Linked DNA regions of Callithrix jacchus: region 2 is linked to region 1. Evidence: chromatin contacts called from public Hi-C data. All regions are on one chromosome and are shown on one strand. The core of a region is the stretch at or near the end of the contact, and the rest is flanking DNA. Distances in the headings are between cores, read along the strand shown.

Region 1 (5,288 bases), core at 620-3,119:
CCTTAATTTCTTCATTCTTTGTTTCTACAATACTGTGGTTTTGGTCTATAAATGATGGGTTAGATAAATGTCTTCTATGAACACCTCTATTTTACAGCAACCATGGGGAGCATTTTTTTTTAAGTTCCAATCCTTCAAAAAGAACTCTCCAAATCATTTTACCATTTCATCTCTTTTGGTGAGAGAGTTAAAATTAAAGCATCATTTTTCATAGAATGGCAACATGAAGACAGATGGTTTACTATGTAGCAAAAATAGTTCTCCCTGCCAGAATATTTCCTTTTTGATTGTCCCTATTTAGTCTCCTATGACACATCCTTGGGGGATTCTGTTCTTTAACTGAAACTCATCAACCCAAGGTGACTAAAAGCGAATGTTCCTAGTGAGAAAGGGAAGATTCATATAATCCTAGAGTTGAAAGACCTGTGGAGGTCATGAGGTCAAATGTTCCACTAGTAACTGGATCCTCTTCTCAATAGCTCTGAGCAGAGATCACCCCGCTTTAGCTTGGTCCTTCCAGTGGGTAAGAATTGTCTAATTTCTGATAATATCTTTGCCTTTGTGAATAGTGCAAATGATTAGAAAGATCTTCCTTGGAAATCAACTAGTACCCTCTCTTTCTGTGACATCTGCTCTTCAGAAGAGGAACAGGAGAATGTTTAGAAGCAGAGCTGGGCTCTACACACACCTGTTTTCAGTCGTAGCTCTGATAGTGGCCAGCTGAGAGACCTTAGCAAGTCCCAGGGGCCTAACTCTTCTGAGCTCCAGTCTGTAAAATATGGATGCTGGTACCTAACTCATTATTCCCTTAACAAGATTAACACAATGCACAGCAGACTGGTGCTCATGTGTGTTGGCAATTATCAACTCAAGTATGCTTCAGGGAGGTAATGCAGTCAGGGGCAGGTGAGTGTAAAATCCAGTTCCCTTCTTAATCTTACCGTATAGGCAATATCTCATGATGGCTATGAGAGCTCTACTACCAGGCTAAGGAGGCTTAAATATGGGCCCGGTATGTACATAACAGGGCACCTACCTCAAAAAGTGCAGGGGAGTTTGAATGAGTGAATCCAAGCAAAAGGCTTGGGAGAGTGCCTGGCGCCTAGGTGGCCATCTTGATAACCACAAGGATTTACTGAGCACTTGCTCTGGGCTCAAGCTTCGGGGACAGTGATGAGGCCACGTCTTAGGCCCCTGGAAAACACATTCCAGCCGGAAAGACAGGCTCAAACAGGGAAACTGTGGCAAATGACACCAGAGAGGGTTAGGTCCATGACAGCAAGGAAACCCAAGGAAGCATTTCGCTTAGGCGGTGACAACATCCTCGGATGCCAAGGTCAAGGCGAACCGCGGCAACACCATCTCCTCAGACACACACGCAATGTCAAGGCCCTTCTCGGGAAAAGGGTAGGGGCTGAAGGAAGAGCCGGGGTAGGCGACGGCTGGAAAAAAGTGAAATTTCCTCTCCTCCTAAAATAAGTAACAGGAGCGAGGAGAGCGAGCAGGCTGTAGGCGAGGTGCGGGGGCGGCGAGGGCACGCTCCGGGTCAGCCAGGAGGGGAGGGATCGGAAGGGGAAGGGGCAGGGAGAGGTGGGTGGGAGGCGCGGGGAGCGCGTTCCAGGGCGGCTGCTCCCGGGTGGCCGCAGCCCGGCGCTGGGACCCTTGCGGCTCCTCGTCTTAGCCCCCACCCCTTCCTCCTCCTTCCTCCTCCTCCTCCTCCTCCTCCTCCTCCTCCTCCTCCTTCTCCTCCTTCTCGGCCCCGGGAAGAGGCAGGGCTGGATCCCTCAGCCGCCGCTCCTCCTCCTGGAAGGCAGGCCGCGGAGTCAGCTGACGCCAGCGCTCCAGCCTCGCCTCCCCGCGCTGCGCTCTGCGCTCCCCGAAAGTGGCTGCGAGCCGGCAGCCCACTCTCGGGGTTCGGGGGACGGAGAAAGTGATGTGCGTCCTCTGAAGCCTCGCCCAGCGCCGCCGAAGCAGCGTCACCTCTCCAACTTTCTCCCCACACGACTCCCTGTCTCGACCCTGCCCTCGACCCTCCCCAAAGCCACTTGGGGTGCGCGCTTCTGTGTAAAGGGGGGTTGCCAGCTGTCGGGGATGGCTTCCAATTTTAATGACATAGTGAAGCAAGGGTACGTGAGGATCCGGAGCAGACGTCTCGGGGTGAGTATCGATCCTCTCCGTTTTGCGGCTCGCCGGTTCGATGGTCTCTCTCCCGAGCCAGCATCCCCGGAGGGTGGACGGAGAGTCTCCCGCCCCGCGCCGGGGAATTGCGCGGTGGCTTTCTCAGCTGAAACCCGGGTCTCCGGGGCTGCCACTGTCAGGCCCGCGTCTAGGTGTGTAATGGATCTATCTTTATCTCTTGGATGACTTGGCTTTCTGATGGTGGCCGCGTGTTGGGCTTCAGTGGCCAGTGGAGCCCATCTACTGGAAGTAAATATTTCTCAGTAGCCATGGAAGTTGAAGCTGAGAAACTCGGGCGGGGGTGCCTGCCGGATGCCCCCAGTTCCCCTGTCTTCCCGCCGCCAACTTAACTTTTCCAAGGGATGGACCGGCTGGTTGAGAAAGAGGACACGCAAACTCGGTGTGAACGAGGTCACGAACCCTCTGACCCCATTTCTGCCAAGCATAAGGCGTCTTTGGACACCCCCCACATCCACCTCTGACCCAGGTGTTGTGGCAAAGGCGGTGCGGGGTGGCTTTTGGCCGGGGGTGCCAACTTGAGTAGATACTTGAATATGGATTTTCCCTGGTCATGAACCGGGGTGGTGGATTTCTGTTGCTAGAATAGACGCTGGAGATCCAGGGGAGGGTTATTTAGCCTGGAAACTAATACCTGGCATAACGCAAGTGCTCCCTACATCCTGAAAGGAAGAATGAATGAATCTTGGGGCACTTAGGGACAGATGTTGACAAAGGCCAGCTCCTTTCTTAAAACTCCCTCTTTTTCGCCCCTTTCTGTCTTGGCTCTTCACTGGGGAAGGCTTCAAGAGAGAACCCACCCTTCCTCTCCTTGGGCCTGAATGGTGGTGAAAGAATTCTTGAGACAGAGGGAAGATACTGGAATGATTTTTTTATTTACTAAAAATTTCAAACTAGATCCCTCTTATCTCTTTCCTTCCTGTCAAGTGTTGTCGCTGTTAGAGTTGAACCTGTGCGTTTGGACCAGACGTAGAGGGCGAAAAGTGGTGGGGGATGGTATGCGGGGGGGGGGGGGGATGCGGGGAGGTGGAGAGAAAATGTCCTTTTGTAATGCCTGAAATAATTATGTCAGTAGTGGTATGGAATACCCCTGTTGCTAATGAGTGATGCATTGAGTAGCTTTCTCTACAAATCTGTGTCATTTGGCATCTTTCTCTGATTTGGTCTTTAGACTGTTTTAATGTGCCAGATACTTTTACTGAAAATTGAAAAGAAATTTCACAGTAGGGAGGGAAGCCCTGTGGGGAGGAACATCCGAAATTATTATAAAACTCTTGCCTAATTCGTTTTGGTCTTTTTGTTTCTTCTTTTTTTCTTCCCTGCTGGTGACCATGTTTTAGCAATTATGTCCTGTGTTATTGTGAATATATACATATATAATTAGGGAGAAATGTAACAGAACTCACCATTTCTATCAGCTCTGCCAAACTTTCCTTGGTTTTCTTTTCTGCCATGCAAATATTCTCATCTGCGAGAGGAATCATTGTTGGGGTACTTCACTGAGTGACTCCCAAGTAAAGCGCAAACAATAATAGCAACGTTCTATTTTTGGTATGCTTATAGGCTGGCCAAGTGTTACAATTTTAAGGGGAGTAAGTTAAAGAAAAAAACAACCCACCATTCTAATTTAGCTTTACTCCATCATGTCAATGGAAGGAATTGGTAGGAGACATCCATTCTGTGTTAGGGAGCATTCCAATGGGAAGAGGACATGCATTATTAATGCACAAAATATGAATTATTCATAAGGATCAGAGTTTATGCCAAATTGTGACACATGGTAATTTATCTGAAAGACTGGTTACCATCATTTTCTTGTTTGTGGTAACTGAGATAATTTTTTTCTAAATTATTACAATAGACACAACATAGCCCTGTGTACGTGCCAACATTTATGGACAGATATTTGAAGCAAAAAGAACCGAAATACAGTTCAGTTTGTATTTGTTTTATATTTTACAGCATTTTGGGTGCCAGTGAGCAGTTTACTTTCTTAAGATTTATGCTTTTTATCTGTGTTTATATTCAGACTTCAGAATATCTATTGAATTATGGTTATTGCTCATGGAGAGTAAAGGTCAAAAATATGATCAAATAAATCCGATCTTATTAGTTAGCATTGGTTTTCTCACCAGTTATTTTAAAAAATATTCTTATGGTATAATTTACAAAAGAGGCTGATTACATAGTTGCCAGAACACATTGCAAACCAGAGTTTTAACGGAGGCTGCACATGTTGGTGAAGGATGCTTCAGGGAACAAGCATGGGGTCCCTTTGTCCACAGTCAGGAATGTTAATGGTATTAATCTAGGCTGCATATAGCCTAGAACAGCATGCAACATGTATATTCTAGGAACATGTGCAAGTCTCAATGAGAGGTAGGGCATCTATTTTGTCTAGCATGGAGTGGGCACTTGGTAAGTTCATGTGTTGAAATGTGCGCTGAACTCTACAGTGCATGCGTGCTCTTGCCATTTATAACCTTTAGGAACTAATACAACAGCGGTTTTATGAATGGAATCCAGACCATGTTTGGGAGGGTTTATAATTAAATACGAAAACATTTCATGGTAAGCAGCTGTTCCTTGTGCCAAGGAACGCTTCTTCAGATCTGGAAAAAGACAGGAAGAAAACACATTCTGCTTCTATTCCTTGTTGACCTTTGACCTTTCCTGGCCTCAGTTGTCTGGTTTGTACAAGGAATACTATGTAAGGATGTTCTTGGGAGCATTAAATGAGACATTCATGAAAATGCGATGAATGTATAGAATATTGATTCTGCTTGTTGCTTGTATCATTTTCTTTAATCAACGATGTGTTAGGATTGGTGGAAGGATATAGGAATTATGTATTTCCTTATCTTTCTATGTAGAAGTGTACAAAGAAGTGTTTAATGCAGTTCCAGATTTTTTCATTGATTGGATGAAACTTTTGCAAATTATATACATATATTTGTATGTATGTCTATTTTTATACATAGGAATGAATACATACACACAACATATGTATATGTTGTATATACATATGTGTATATTGTATAATATGTAATATACATATATATTTATATATGTGATCGTTTTAACAGGACAGG
Region 2 (5,078 bases), core at 1,024-3,523, 140 kb after region 1:
AGGCAGGAGGATCCTTTGGGCCCAGGAATTGAAGACAGCAGTGAGCTAGGTTTCTGCCACTGCACTCCAGCTTGGGTGACAAAGTGAGACACCTTCTCTAAATATATATATATATATCCAAAAAACAAAACAAAAAAAACCTGTGCATCAGCTCAATGTTCAGTCTGTATGTATCAATGACTATCTGTTTAAGATAAATTCTTTTCTTTTTTTTTTTTTTAGGGTTTTTTTTTTTTTGAGGTGGAGTCTCGCTCTGTCGCCCAGGCTGGAGTGCAGTGGCTCGATCTCAACTCACTGCAACCTCCGCCTCCAGGTTCAAGTGATTCTCCTGCCTTAGCCTCCTGAGTAGCTGGGATTACAGACACCTGCCACCACACCCAGCTAATTTTTGTATTTTTAGTAGAGACGGGGTTTTACCTTGTTGGCCAGGATGGTCTCAATCTCCTGACCTCATGATCCACCCACCTCAGCCTCCTAAAGTGCTGGGATTACAGGCATGAGCCACCAGGCCGGGCCTCCTCCGACAAATTCGTAAGAATGGATTGCTGAATTAAAGGCTGAGAATGCTTTTAAGGATTTGTTTTTCTTTCCAAGTAGGCTTCTAGGAAGACCTTCTTTTTGAACTAATATGATCTTGGTATCTATTTCCCCATCTACTTAGGAATGCTGGGTATTTCAATAAAAAGAGATCAGTGGATGGTTGAAGAGAGAGAGAGAGGGAGGGAGGGGAAAGCGAGACAGAGAGAGAGAGAGGTAGGGAGCTGGAGCGAGCTGCGAAGTAGAATTCAAGTCACTTAAAACTTACAGGGCAACATGTCATCGCATTAATGTTGTGTAGCTATTCCATTAGATCCCTTTAGGCACCTGAAGAAGTTTTTCTAAGATCATCTTATTGGCAAAGCCATCAATTAACATAAATTGTTTTGTACTTGAAGGCAGGGTCCACATGCTCATGCACATGTTTTTCCATTTACAACCTTCTCATTATTTCCGCTAAAAATTAATCAGGAATATGAGTAAAGCATTTGGATTATCCCTTTGCAAATTTAACTAGAAAATACTGTCACTTGCTCTTAATTTGCTGTATGCCTAATGAGTTCTATGAAATAAACGTGATTTTTAAAGCCATGGCATCCTGTTTTAGATGGACGTGAGTAAGCTTCACCGTGGGATCTGAATCTTAAGGCGTTAAAGGAAGGATTGTGAAAAGCTTAAAATTGATGTACTTCAATCAATCTCTGATTAGGGGATACCATGCTAAAACAAACAAATGAAGGCAGCGTTACTGGCTCACCCTGCCTAGGTTACTGTTTTGCCTTTTCTGGTAGTTAAGAGTGGATCCACATAGACCTGGCTGCATTCCACTAAGGATTGCCTTTATATGACTGCTGACTTGCTTCTATGAGATGGCCAAGGTCATAACTGGAGAAAGATGGCGAAACTCCTATCTGGCGTTAGCCTTACTGGAAGACCTAACTCACTGTTAACTGTCACTGTTGTAACATTCCCAAGAGTGCATCTACAGACAGAAGGCTGCACTTTGGGTCCATACCAGGCTAAAATTACAGCCTGGAGCGAATTGATTTGAGTCAGCCTTATGACCCTCAATCCCAAAACTCATAAAGAAGGGCCCTGTGGGTCAGATAACAATAGTAACAGTTGTGGGAGGCTGAATAATGGCTCCCCAAATATGTCCACATTTGAATCTCTGCACTCTGTGAATATTACCTTACAAGGCAGAAGGGGCTTTGCAGATGTGACCAAGTTAGGCATCCTGAGATGGCGAGATTATCCTGGCCTATCAGGTGGGTTCAATGTAATCACACATGTCTTTAGAAGAGGGAAACAAGAGGACCGGAGCAGTGGCTCACGCCTGTAATTTCAGCACTTTGGGAGGCCAAGACGGGCAGATTGTGAGGTCAGGAGATCAAGACAAGCCTGGCCAACATGGTGAAACTCCGTCTCAACTAAAAATATAAAAATTAGCTGGGTGTGGTGGTGGGCACTTGTAATCCCAGCTACTCTGGAGCCTGAGGCATGAGAATACTTGAACCCAGGGAGGTGGAGTTTGCAGTGAGCCAAGACAGTGTCCCTGCACTCCAACCTGGTGACAGAACGAAACTCTGTCTCAAAAATAAGAGAGAAACAGGAGTCAAACAGAGGGCAAGGCAATGGCGGAAGCAGAAAGAGAGAGAAGGGGTGGAGAGAAAGATTTTCAAATGCTACACAGCTGGCTTTGAAGTGGAAGAGGGGACTGTGAGCCAAAAGCTGTTGGTGGCCTTGAGAAGTTACAAAAGGCATGAAAACAGGTTCTCCCCCAGAACCTCCCGAAGGAACCAGCCCTGTTGATGCTTTGACTGCAGCCAAGTGAAACTGATTTTGGACTTCTGATCTCTAAAACTGTAACAATAAATTTGTGTGGTTTTATATCACCAATTGATGGTAATTTGTTTCAACAGTCAGAGAAAACTACTATGATAATAATGTCAATAATATTAAAACAAGAAAGTGTCGTATCTTTGCTCTGTAACAGACAATATTTTAAGGATGTTTTGTGTTAGTTCTAAACCTCATGAAAACTCTTGTACTGAAGACCCCAAACCACCACCTTAGAAGGTAGTAGGGCTCAAATTTGGAACAGTGTGCTGGCATCACTCCACCTGACACTGTATCTTTGAATCCAGTCCTGACGTGCTTTCTTTACCCTGCATTGAATTTTTAAACAAGAAACATAGAGGAAAAATAATAACTTATTGCTATTCTGAAAACTCCAAATTAGTGACTGATATTTAAAAATTAAGAGCTTACACATAAATCTCAGAATTTTTTTTTTTAAGACAGAGTCCAGGCTGGAGTGCAGTGGCACAATCTTGGCTTTCTGAACCTTTGCCTCCCGGGTTCAAGAGACTCCCCTGCCTCAGCCTCCGGAGTAGCTTGGATTACAGACACATGTCACCAAGCCCAGCTAATTTTTTGTATTTTAGTAGAGGCAGGATCTCACCATGTTGGCCAGGATGGTCTCGAACTCCTGACCTCGTGATCCACCCGCCTTAGCCTCCCAAAGTGCTGAGATTACAGGCATCAGACACTGTGCCTGGCCAGATTTTTATATTTTCTCGAAAAGTGGAAAGGTCTGGCAATGCTGATCTTGCATCCTGACATGGCAATGCTTAGATACACCCAGTGGTGTCTGCCCTCACACATCCTTCTCTGGGACCTTGCTACTGATGCTGTGGCTAATTGATGTCTATATTACTACTTGATTAATTTTCTATTGCCATGTAACAGAGTACCACAAACTATGCACCATTAAAACAACACACACTTTTTTTTTTTTTGAGGCGGAGTTTCGCTCATTACCCAGGCTGGAGTGCAGTGGCGCGATCTTGGCTCACTGCAACCTCCGCCTCCTGGGTTCAAGCAATTCTCCCGCCTCGGCCTCCCGAGTCGCTGGGATTACAGGCATGCGCCACCGTGCCCAGCTAATTTTTTGTATTTTTAGTAGAGACGGGGTTTCACCATGTTGACCAGGATGGTCTCGATCTCTTGACCTCGTGATCCACCCGCCTCGGCCTCCCAAAGTGCTGGGATTACAGGCTTGAGCCACCGCGCCCGGCCAACACACACATTATTTCACAGTTTCTGTGGGTCAGGAGTTTTGGCATAGCATAGTGGGTACTGAATGTACCCACTTCCTCATCAGTTTTTCAAAGGGCTGTATTGCAGGTTTCTGTTGGGGCTGCAGTCTCATCTCAAGGTAAAAGTGGAGAAGCATCCACTTCCCAGCTCTCATGGTTATTGGTGGAATTTAGCTCCTTGGAGTTGTGGGATTGAAGGCTTCAGGGACAGAGGCCACCCTTAGCTCCTGGCCATATGGACCTCACCAATATGGCCACATACTTCATCAAAGCCAGCAAGAGGCCACAGTCCTATGTATCACAATTGTGGCAGGATTATTTTATTCACCTTATCGCTCTGCCATAGTCTATTGATTTTTGTTTCTTTTTTTTTGGAGATAGAGTCTTGCTCTGTTACCCAGGCTGAACCGCAGTGGTGTGATCACGGCCCACTCAACCTCCTCTCTTCTCTGCCTCCTGAGTATCCAGGGACTATTAGCATACATTACCATGCCTGGCTCCTTTTATTTATTATTTATTTTTTAGGTCTCCCTATGATGTTGCCCAGGCTGGTCTCAAACTCTGGGTTTAAGCAAACCTTTTTCCTCTGCCTCTCAAAATGCTGAGATTACAGGCATGAGCCACTGCACCCAGCCAGTCTATTGATTAAAAGCAAGTCATATGCTCTGTGCATGCAAAGGAAGGGGACCACCAAAGGGGATGCCCACCAGGAGGAGGGGGTCATGGGGCCTTCTCAGTGTCTGTCCCCTGAACCATGAAAATTTCTGAAATAGTATTTACTTCGTGGTTTGATTTTTCGCTTTTAAATATTTTTCCTACTTTCTGGCATTTGTTTATAATACTGTGTATTTCTTGAACATCTACGATATGCCCAACTCTTCAGTGATAATAGCCACTGCTATTTTTCAGGTCTCCTACAATATAACAGAGACTTTACTTGCCTTTTCTCTAATCACCACAATAACTCTGTGGAGTAGATTCATTTGTTCACTCTCATTCATTTGACCATTTAAACATGTTTATTGAGAACCTACTATGTTCTGTTTTGTGCAACAGGATAGAGTGGTAAGTAGGCACTTGAGGCCCATGCTCCTACAGGGCTTACAATGGAAAAGAATATTTTATTTGTGATCCCTGACCTGGAAGGAATGAATGTCTTATGATATAGATGAGGAAAGAGATGCTCAGCATGGCGAAGTCATTTGTCTGCAGCTATATAGCTCGTTACTACTGGAGCCAGGAATGCAGGATGGTTTTGTCTGGTTCCTAAAACTTTACCTCTGGTCATGATGCCTCAGTCCTTTGAAGGGTTTTAAACTCTTATATCCCCACTGAGCACGGTCTTAGCATTTTTAAATGACATTGATAATCAGAGCATGTTTCAGAAACATCTATCAATGTGTAATCTGTCTTTTAAAAAATCCCTGTTAGGGCTGAGCA

What was found. A called contact is a pair of places that touch in the nucleus more often than the background predicts.
Region 2: a contact with region 1 is called in a Hi-C map of skeletal muscle, with 2.2 times the contacts expected there. The contact joins the enhancer-like site here to the promoter of DOK5 in region 1. A contact is called at or near these places in 2 of 3 Hi-C or Micro-C datasets (both in skeletal muscle).

The regions. Positions count from the first base shown.
Region 1 is chr5:50,052,775-50,058,062 of calJac240_pri, forward strand. It overlaps DOK5 (docking protein 5), which reads left to right and starts at 1,870. Exons shown (of 8, transcript XM_002747691.6): 1 at 1,870-2,157. The coding sequence starts at 2,092.
Region 2 is chr5:50,192,333-50,197,410 of calJac240_pri, forward strand. All of the region lies in intron 6 of DOK5 (docking protein 5), which reads left to right. Among named protein-coding and RNA genes, the nearest start is that of DOK5, 140 kb to the left of the region's middle. Within about 2 kb of position 2,274, at least 2 of the 16 cell types and tissues checked have an H3K27ac peak or open chromatin away from gene starts, as enhancers often do. A contact at or near this core is called in skeletal muscle, where this site is marked.